2 separate regions of the Mus musculus genome follow, and region 1 is linked to region 2. The links are chromatin contacts, called in public Hi-C maps. All regions are on one chromosome and are shown on one strand. Each heading gives the region's core, a stretch centred on a gene start, on an enhancer-like site or on the middle of the called end of the contact. The rest is flanking DNA. Distances are from core to core; before and after follow the strand shown. Region 1 has its middle 78 kb from the start of Gm34468. Region 2 has its middle 90 kb from the start of Gm34145.

Evidence for each region. A called contact is a pair of places that touch in the nucleus more often than the background predicts.
Region 1: a contact with region 2 is called in a Hi-C map of the N1E-115 cell line, with 3 times the contacts expected there. The contact joins two enhancer-like sites. A contact is called at or near these places in 2 of 484 Hi-C or Micro-C datasets (the N1E-115 cell line and nephron progenitors) and 1 of 9 other capture datasets (embryonic stem cells).

The regions. Positions count from the first base shown.
Region 1 is chr5:129,412,282-129,417,327 of GRCm38.p6, reverse strand. No RefSeq gene overlaps it. Among named protein-coding and RNA genes, the nearest start is that of Gm34468, 78 kb to the left of the region's middle. Within about 2 kb of position 1,742, at least 76 of the 459 cell types and tissues checked have an H3K27ac peak or open chromatin away from gene starts, as enhancers often do. A contact at or near this core is called in the N1E-115 cell line, where this site is marked.
Region 2 is chr5:129,216,094-129,220,700 of GRCm38.p6, reverse strand. No RefSeq gene overlaps it. Among named protein-coding and RNA genes, the nearest start is that of Gm34145, 90 kb to the left of the region's middle. Within about 2 kb of position 2,535, at least 26 of the 459 cell types and tissues checked have an H3K27ac peak or open chromatin away from gene starts, as enhancers often do. A contact at or near this core is called in the N1E-115 cell line, where this site is marked.

The sequences.
Region 1 (5,046 bases), core at 493-2,992, 200 kb before region 2:
CTTAGGTCCCCATGTTATGGTAAGCCCAGGTCATACTTCATTTCATCCCCTGTAGAATTTTGTCTGCATGACAAGTGTGTAATTTGGTAAATCATATTGACTCAGAGAGCAGGACATCTGAATTGGGCTTGAATTTAGTTTTTACAGAGGTCGGGGTTGCTTCTTACAAGGAAAGCCTAGCAGGCTGAGAGAGATGGGTGGGTTGATCAAATTCTTCGCACAGAAGCATGGAGCCCCAAGTCTGATCTCCCAGAATGTACACAGAAGAGCCAGGTATGGGGGCACATAGTTGTGATCTCAACACTGGGAAGGCAGAGACGGGTATCCCTGGGGTTCTTTGGCAGTCTACCTAGCCCACTCAGCTATTTCCAAAAGCAGGATGGATGGTATCCTGAGAAACAGCATTTTCAAGTTGATCCCTGACTTCCATTTGTGTCCACATATATACACATATACATGTGTACCTATGCACACATGATCATGTGCATATGGGCACACACATTCAGAGGGAGAGAGGGAGAGAGAAAGAGGAGGAGGAGGAGAAGAAGAAGGAGGAGGGGGAGGAGGAGAAGGAGAATGGGAGGGAGGGGGAAGAGAAGGGGGAAGAGGAGGAGGAGGAGAATGTCGAGGAGGAGGGGGAGGAGGAGTGGTAGGGGAGGAGAAGGAGAGACAGAAAGTCTGGACACTGGAACTCTCTATCTTCTTTCTCATCGGCAGAACAGATCTAGCCGGAGGACAGTGCCATCTTTTGGCCATTCTTCTCTGTTAGCTGGGTCACACTGGTCATGCCAAAGTATAAAAGAAGCTCACTGGTCTCTTTTTTTTTTTTTTTTTTTTTTGAGACTCTCAGGATTCAAACAAATCATCCCTAGTTTTTCAGGATGCATTCCAAATAAAAGTCCCTGAAGATGGGCAGCTGACGCTTTGTTTGCCTAGAGAGAAGTCAGAGACCCAGAAGGCAGGCAAACCTCCCATCTTCTGGTACCCATGTTAGTCTGATCTGGTCCCCACGCCTGCCTCATGTTGTAGCAAGTGTTAAAATCTTGTGTTAGAGTCAGTAGTGACAAGAGCATCCCTAACCCGTGTAGGAACTTGATGCTGACAGCTGGTCTGAGTTCCTTCTTCCCTCTCTCTGAAGCAGTTTTGCAGAGGATAGTCTGAGAGAACATACATACAGCAATCAGCTATGCAGACCTGAAAGTCCCTGTCACCCCTATAATGGATCCCAAAAGGCAAAACAGGGCAAAGGACATCATCTGTGTCAGTGGAGTCACCCAGAAAGCAGAACTAGAGCCGAACGAATTTGGAGTGGAGGTCCCAGGAGTGCCCTTTCACCCCGTGGGAGGACTAGAGTTATATTTAATATTTAAATAATTAAAAATATGTCTGGAACCCAGTCTTTCCCTGTCCTGCGTTACTGCTTGCGCCGTTTTCTTGATTTAGTTACTTCCCTAGATTGCTTCTCTCCTGGTTCCCTTTGGAGAAGACGCTGAGATCGGCTCCATCAGCTCAGGGCTCGGTTAAGACTCCTCTGGTTCCTTGAACTATCTGAGAAGTCTCCATCCAGGCTTTGCTGAGGGGGTCTGCAAGTCCGTGGTGGGGCAGAAATCCTGTAACTCAGCCAGGAGTCTATGCTTGCTAGCCCTGAATCTCAAGGTCAGGCCGAGGCAAGCAGTGAGAGGCCAACGCTGGTCCTCCCTAGACACAGCGCCCTGCCCCCACACATGCCTTCAAAGTTCCCAAGAATATGACAGAGCTTTTGAAAGCCTTATAAGGACACTGCAGTGTGAGTTCGGTTTGCTTTCTGTTTCATTCCAGAGGCGCTCGGTTTGCATTCCCATGCCATTCCACAGGGTCCTTCCTTCTTTGTACTCCGATAAAACATGAAAGCAAACTTAGGCTGTGTTTCCCTCGCCAGTCTGTATAGACTGTTTACGATGTGAGAGTCAGGAGTCTGCAGGGGGCTGTTCACCCTTGGGATGTGGCTTAGAATTTAGCTCACACTGGAGGCTAGGTCTGTCTCCAAACCTCTCAGCCTCGCCTTGGTGATGAACAGAAAGAAATCTAAGCTTCCTGTTGCTTTGGAAATTTGATTATTTCCCAAGGCCCCCCTGGATGGGGAGGTTTGGCTGGGTTTCTTTGTCCCTGGTTGGTGTCTCAGATGGCCATGTCTTGTTCTCTAGCGCACCTCTCTGGAGTGTGTGTGTATACCCAGCTCTTCACAGGGGCATGTTGGGAGTATAGCGGATTAGGAACAGTGGGCACCCTGGATTCTCTGGCTGCCATCCTGGTCTGACTTTTGAGTTTGTTCTGGAAGGGATAAAGGATTGGTGCTGTGGGTGTTGGGGTCCATCACAGCTGGATGTTTGCAGGAAACTTCCCCAATGTCGAAGAAACCCTAGAGAACCAGAGAGCAAACATGTAGGGCCTCCAGTTCACATTCCACCCGAAACAGATCATTGACATAGTCTCACAGCCCTCAGGACCCCAAGTACCTTCCCTGTGGTAGGACTCACTCCCTCTTGTTGTCTGTAGGACAGCCTCTCCCCGTACCACTGCTTCATTGTCCCTCCAGGGTCCTGTGCCTTTACTGTCATAGCTATATACTTCACGAGGCTCTGCACTACAAGGTACAAGGCTCTGCCTCATACAAAGCAACTACCAGATCCTGAGCAGAGGGTATCTGCAGCCAGTTGCTCGATCACCTCGATCACCTTCACTGCCCACCCCTCGAATGGCCCCAGCATGCTCCATTTTGGCCAGAGAACATCCTACTACACACACACACACACACAGACACACACACACACAGACACAGTGATCTTCAGGAAAGTGTACACCTAACCAGAAACAGCTAACTCCATACATATTGAACCTGTGACTGTGGTGGGATTATTCTGGCCTGGAGCAAGAACTGCAAATCTCAGCTGCCCATTTATTTGTAAGCAATGACAAGATTGAGGCCAATTTGTCTCGATTTAGTCATTTGATGCTGAGCTTAGTGTCTTGTTCATTTATGCATTTTTTTCATGCTCATGAATAATAGTTCAAATTTGGGTAGGGATCTGTTTAAATTCTTCTCCCTGACCCAAATCTGCCAACTTGGGGTGGTGATACAGCCTGGTACTATGAGGTTCTAGTTTTGATACCCAGCATCATATTTAAAAAATAAACAAGTGCAGAAATATTATACAGCCAAGGCCCCTCTGCCTAGGGATAGTGCTGCCCACAGTGGGCGAGGCTACCCCACATCAATCGCCAACAGGACCTTCTTTCATAGACATGACCATAAGCCTATCTAATGGAGGTAACTCTAGGTGTGTCACAAAGACAATAAAAACCAACCAGTGCACCCCATTTTAAAACATCTAACTTGAAGGTAAAAGTTAGCAGTGATGTCACTGTACCCGAAGAGTATTTGGGTGGCAATTGTGGTTACCAGCTTCTATGTTATTTCTGAGGCAAATGCTATACCCACATATACCAGAAACTGGTTTGGAGAAGTGAGACCAGCTACTAAGGCTACTACCACCAAATTGACATCAGTGGCCCAAGACATATCTTGCAGCTCTGTGGCACATGGCTGGCTTTCCACCCACTCTAACGTAGGCAGCACCCCCCAGTTTTGAAGTTCTATAGTGTCTCAGACAACCAGGCACTGTACTAATGCAGATCTAAACTGCATTAATGGGGCCATCAGGATTTTGAAAATACTCATTCACTCACTAGACCAGTGGTTCTCAGCTTCCCTAATGCAGTACCCTTTAATTCAGTTCCTGGTACTCATTATGTGGGCGTACCTGGATGTCGGCAGACCTGCCTGGAGATGGAGAGAGAAGCAGTGTCTCAGGTCCTAAGACTGTCAGAAGTATGTGTGTTCTGATGGTGATTTTTTTTTTTTTTTTTGGCGATCCCTATTTAAAAGTCATTTGACCCCAAAGGGGTCAGGGCCCAAAGGTTGAGAACCATTGCACTAGATTTTTCCAGACTGGAGCCACAAAAAGAAAGGAATTATAGTCCTGTTTGCCACGGCAGATTTGATCTTGATGGGTACCACTTCACAAATGTAACTGTAATTAATTCTCAGGGTCACCAGGATTGGCTTCTAGGTGCCACCTGACTCCAGACATTGTCATTGCAGTCTGCCTTGCAAATATTGATGTAGTTGCTCTTGCAGCCATATCTGGGATGTGTCCATTCTGTTCCAGGAATTCATGAGCTATAAGCTGTCACCTATGAGATCCCTTCTTTTGTTTTGTTTTGTCTTGTTTTGTTTTGTTTTGGCATGTATGTGAATGCATGCATGTGTCTGTTCATGCATGTGTGTCTGTATATGCATTTGTGTCTGTGTACAGGTGTGCAGTCATGCATGCGTGTATGTGTGTGTGCATACATGTGTGTATGTATGTATATATGTGAAATTGTGCATATGTGTATGCATCCATGCATGCAGATATGTATGTGTGCATCCTTGTGTGTGCCTCTGTGTGTGTGTGTGTGTGTGTGTGTGTGTGTGTGTGTGTGTGTGTGTGTGTGGTCAATCTTGGTGTCATTCTTATGGAGTTATTACTTTTGAGGAGGTGGGAAGTTCTCTCATTGGCACAGAGCTCACAATCAGGATAGGCTGGCAGGCCAGTAAGCCCCAGGATCAGGTGAATTGTTAGCCTTGGAAGCATGAACACCAGAGTTTGTTCCCTTGGACCTGCATTTAAAAAGCCAGCTGTGGTGGCACAAGCTTATATTCCCAGTGCTGAGAAAGTAGAATCAGCCATAAATGGCTTGGATCACAAGCTTAGATTTTGTGAATCACCCAAGAAAACTTTAAGGCGAGGAGAGTTGTCTCTGTGTTTCTGTTTGACTTTACTGAGGGCTGGCCCAGTGCCCTGATGGTCTGCCTTCTAACTGGCCCAGTGCCCTGATGGTCTGCCTTCTTACTAGCCCAGTAACCAGATGGTCTGCCTTCTGACTCTGCATCTGTGCCATGACATGCCATTCAACACCATGTATGAAGCGGAGCTACATACGGGGGGGTAGGGGGAGTGTAGT
Region 2 (4,607 bases), core at 1,286-3,785:
ACGGAGCAGAGGCACCTTAAGTATTGTTAATCCTGTTGTCCCGTGCTGATGGACAGTCAAGGGTGAAGAGTCGGGAGTACACTGAACTGTTGGTGGTGAGGCTCTAGGACTTTAATCAGACCACGCCCCCTCCCTCAGAAATAAAGTTCTGGCCTCAGTAATTATTGATGTGAATATTCACACCTCTCCCTAAGCCTGCTTTTCTTATCATTTCAGACCCAATATTTAAACGTCCATTTTTAGGATAATCACAGGCACCGGCGAGAGTTATTTGTTATTTTTTTAACATGGAAATTGATATTCCGGTTTCATAAATCCTGCCTTTCACGCGTCGCCTGCGGGTTATTAGCGTTCAGTCTGCACAGCCACTTTGCCTCTTCATATCTCATTTCTCTGGCTCACCTTCCTGAGGAAGGAGACAGGCTCATGCGGCTGCAGTCGGCTCACTTTGGGCTCTTTTTAATTTACACCTGACAGAAAACTAAAATTGCTCAAACTTCAGCTTCCTTGTTCCCTCTGTCAGCCACTATTGTTCCCATTTCTCCATTTTTTTTTTAAAGATAAAACTTCACAACCATGGAAAGCGAATGATTTGAAAGTGGACAGTTCAGCGCATATTTGCTACGTTTTCCAGAGGTTTGTAGCCTTCGGGGTGTAAATCTTTCTCCTGCTGGGTTAGGGAGTTATACATTTGTATCCGTTTTTACCCCTTTAGCTTCTGCAACAAATAGTATTGTTTCCTAATTGTTCTTTGGATGGTTCTTTGCTGATTGTGCACAAACAGCTGGGTTTGTGTTGATCTTGTTCCTTGGAACTTTGCTGAGGAGGGTGGGTGAGAAGCAGGGAGGGAAGGAGGGAAGGAGGGAGGGAGAAGGGAGGGAGGGAGACTTAGCAGTTTCTTTTAAGAAAAAAATTTATAGCTGGGCAGTGGTGGCACACGCCTTTAATCCCAGCACATGGGAGGCAAAGGCAGGCAGATTTCTGAGTTCAAGGCCAGCCTGGTCTACAGAACACCTTGGGGGAGCGGAGGGGACTATACAGAGAAACCCTGTCTCGAAAAACAAAACAAAACAAAAAAAATTATCTGTGTGCTTGTGTGTGAGCGAATATGAGTGCAGGTACTCAAGGAGTCCAGAAGAGGGCAGCAGATCCCTTGGAGCTGGAGTGACATGTTCTTGGGAGGTCCCAAACCCCCATGCTAAGAACCTATTCAAGAGCAGTGTGTAGACTTAGTCACTAAGCCATCTGTCCAGCCTCCAATTGTTTGGAAGGTTGTTTTGTTTGGTTTTGTCTTTGTGTGTGTGTGTGTGGGTGTGTGTGTGTGGGGGGGGTATTGGTTTTGCTGAGTTGGCTGATTTTTTGTTTTGTTTTGTTTTGTTTTATCTCTGCTGTGCCCTCCAATCCCTTTCTCCCACTAGTTTTAGCTTTTATTTTGCTCATTTTTAGAGTATGAAGTCAGATCATAGATTTGCCCTTTTCTCTTTTAACGTTGATGCTCACAGCAGTATATTACCCTGACGGAGCTGCTTTCCCCCATGGTCTGAAAGTTTGGTATCTTTTTTTTTTTTTCTTTATTTCATTCTAAAAGTCTTTCCCTCAGGACTTCTTTTTCTAACAGCTCTTGAAAGTGCATGGCTCAGTGTGTTCGTCTATCTCTGCTCTCTTCCTCCCCTCTGTGACTAGCTTCAGTCAACTCTTGTGTTGTTAATCATTTGAAACAAATCAAAAAACAAAGGTCTGTCCTGGGCAGTGCTCCACATGGGCTTGTGTCTGTGGGTGTTGGCAGTGTGATCCTAATCTAGCGGGTCCAGCTGGACCGTGGAGTCCAAAGCCTCCGTTCTGTTTTCAACCTTGTTAAACTGCACTCTGTTACGGAGAGCATCTCCTTGCCTGGGTAGCTACTGCAATGAACTCCAGTTCCTCAGAGCGCCCTTACAGCTGGGCCTGCCCCTCCCCCATGGGAGGAACTACCCCTTTGTCTCCTGCCCCTATAACCCAGCTCACTATTATCTTAGGAAGGCCCAGGCACTGGGGGGCAGGAGGGCGGCTGCTGTGGCTTCACCTCCCAGACATGGGGTTGGGGACTGTGGCTTTCTCGCCGAGATGCAAAGGAGATGCCAGTGGTGAGGCTGGACACCAAGGGACACAGCTGAGATGTGACACACGGATGAGAAAGCATTAATTATCTGGAAATAGAATTCAAAATATTTTAGATGGAGTCAAATTAGCCTCCAGCTGGGATTCTGGCGGAGCAGATGTCACCCTGTCATATCTCACTGCCTCTGCCTCCCCTGAATCTCTGCCACCTGAGTTTAATTCACAGAACTTAGCCCAGTTCTTGTGCTCAAACTCCACACAAGAGAGGTCTGGCCCTGGTGCAGTCATAGAAGCCAATGGTGAGGGGGAGGACGGGGGGGGGGGGGGGGGGGCGGGGAGCAAAGTTCCAGGCTCCACCCAGCTAAGTCTTGTCCTGGACACAGGCTGTCATCATGAAATCCATATGGGCTCCAGAAAGGACAGTGCCTCTCCCCACAGGATGCAGACAATGTTCTGGGACTCACTCCTGCACCTGAGATGACAAAGAGGAATTCCCCGCTGCTCTGTAAGTGATGGTGTGTGGCTCAGCCCTGCCAGCGAGAGGATAAATGGCCCTCGGGAGCGCCTGTGAATGTGTGAAAGCCCAGATCATAAAGAGCAGTTTTCTTAACAAAATCAATCTTCAGATGTATGGTTTTCACAGTCGGGATGGGAAAGGCACAAAACATGGTAATCGTAACAGGGAAAAAAAAAAAAAAACCAAAACCAAAAACACTCTAGCAACGAAAACACTCTAGCAGATCCAAGAGCTTTCTGTGCTGGGTCTCCACCAAGTTTGTTTACAAATGGCAGCATCGGTCCTGCAAGGGGGTTGGTGGGGGGGCGACTCCCTCACGAGGCCCTTGCTCATCTGATGCGCCTGTCAGGACTCTGCAAAATGCTGTGCTGGTCCCTCCTGGACACGCCCTTCTCCTGCCTGACTCTTGTCAATCTCAAGGTCAGCCCCGCCCCTGACAATGAATGCTACCAGCTCGGAGCAGTTTTCCTCTGCGTTCAGAAACGCGGCCTCCCACATCTCCGACCTCAAAAATGACCTCTCACGTCACGGCTCAGAGGTTTCTCCCTGTTTTATGGGTCAGAAATCGGACACATAGGTCATAGCTCAGGGTTGCTCGCCTCTCTGGAGATCTGAGGGGAAGCCCTCAGGGTGTAGGAGAATTGGGTGCTTGTGGCTTTAACGCTGAGGTCCCTCTTCCCCTATGGCTGCCAGTTGAGGCTTTACCAACTTGCTGGGTCCCGTGTTCCCTGTAGCTTACATCTCTGTCCTCAAAGCTGTTTCTTCCTTCTAGCTCACTGGGGGCGGTCTACCTGGCAATTATCCTTCCAGATGGAGTCATGTGGTGATTGATGCTGCCCCACCCTGGGTCCTCCAAGCTCCTTCTTGGATCCAGTCCCACAGTATCTTTCCCCAGACTGGTGACATGCTCAGGTTCTGGGGATTCCAGTGAACACCTAAGGGACTGTTACTCTGCCAACCACAGCATCAGGAGTGGAGTGGAGCTGAGGTTGTCCTGACTCCATTCCCCCACACAAGGTGTCCCATGACCCCATGGGTGCTTCTCCATCCACCATAGCCTACTAGAAGCTCAATCTTCCCAAGGTTAACAGCTTCCAGAGGTTCACCACTGAACTTGAGTCTATATGTAGTGAGTGCCTCAGATGTGGGATTCTGGGGTACAGTGGACAGACGTTGACGGAGCTGGTCCCCTTCGAAGTGTATAGGGGTCTTCTGTATCTCTCAATGATGGCCAGTGAGAACAGGGCCCGATGTCAAAGAAAATTAGGAATAGGAATTCTAGGCCAAAGCTCTCAGCTTTCAAGCACTGGAGATGACGTTAGCTTTCTAAGCACAGACAGACGGAGGTTAAATGAATACCTGAGGCCCCTTCTGGCATGTAACCTTGTGTGCAACCTATGTCCAGAAAAATGCCTTTAAAAAAAAAGAAAGAAATCAAACAACCAGAGTCTCTTTCATAGACCTCTCAATAAAACCTGATATTATCTTTACTCCCTCTCTACAAAGGCAAAAGGCTATCTCCTGGCAACACCGCTGCCCACCCCCATCCCCTACCCTGTTCCCTGCAGCAGCTCCGCTGCCTCCCCTGGGTTCCCACTCTGAGCCTTGATTTCCTGGTTTCTTCTCCTGGGAGACTCCCCTTCCCATCGCCATCCTAGAGAATCTCCTTTGGTGGCGAGCCAAGCACCACTGTGGAGCTTTGTCAATTTCTCCAGGGGTCTTCAAAGCAAGAATGAAATATACATGAAATTTTCAAAGAATGATTGGTAAGGATCAGGAGTAAACACAGTAGAACTAGTGAATCAGGCACACCAGATGCAAATGGTAGATAAACTCTAATCCTTATGCACAAGGCATCCAGCGCTGAGCCCTGGGATGCTAGGATTCTGAGTGACAGCTGAACCTGGCAACAGCAGAGCCAAAGGCATGCAGGGAGGACACATGCCACTTTCCTGCTGGCCACACTTCTTTTCTATCACAAGATATGCCTTCT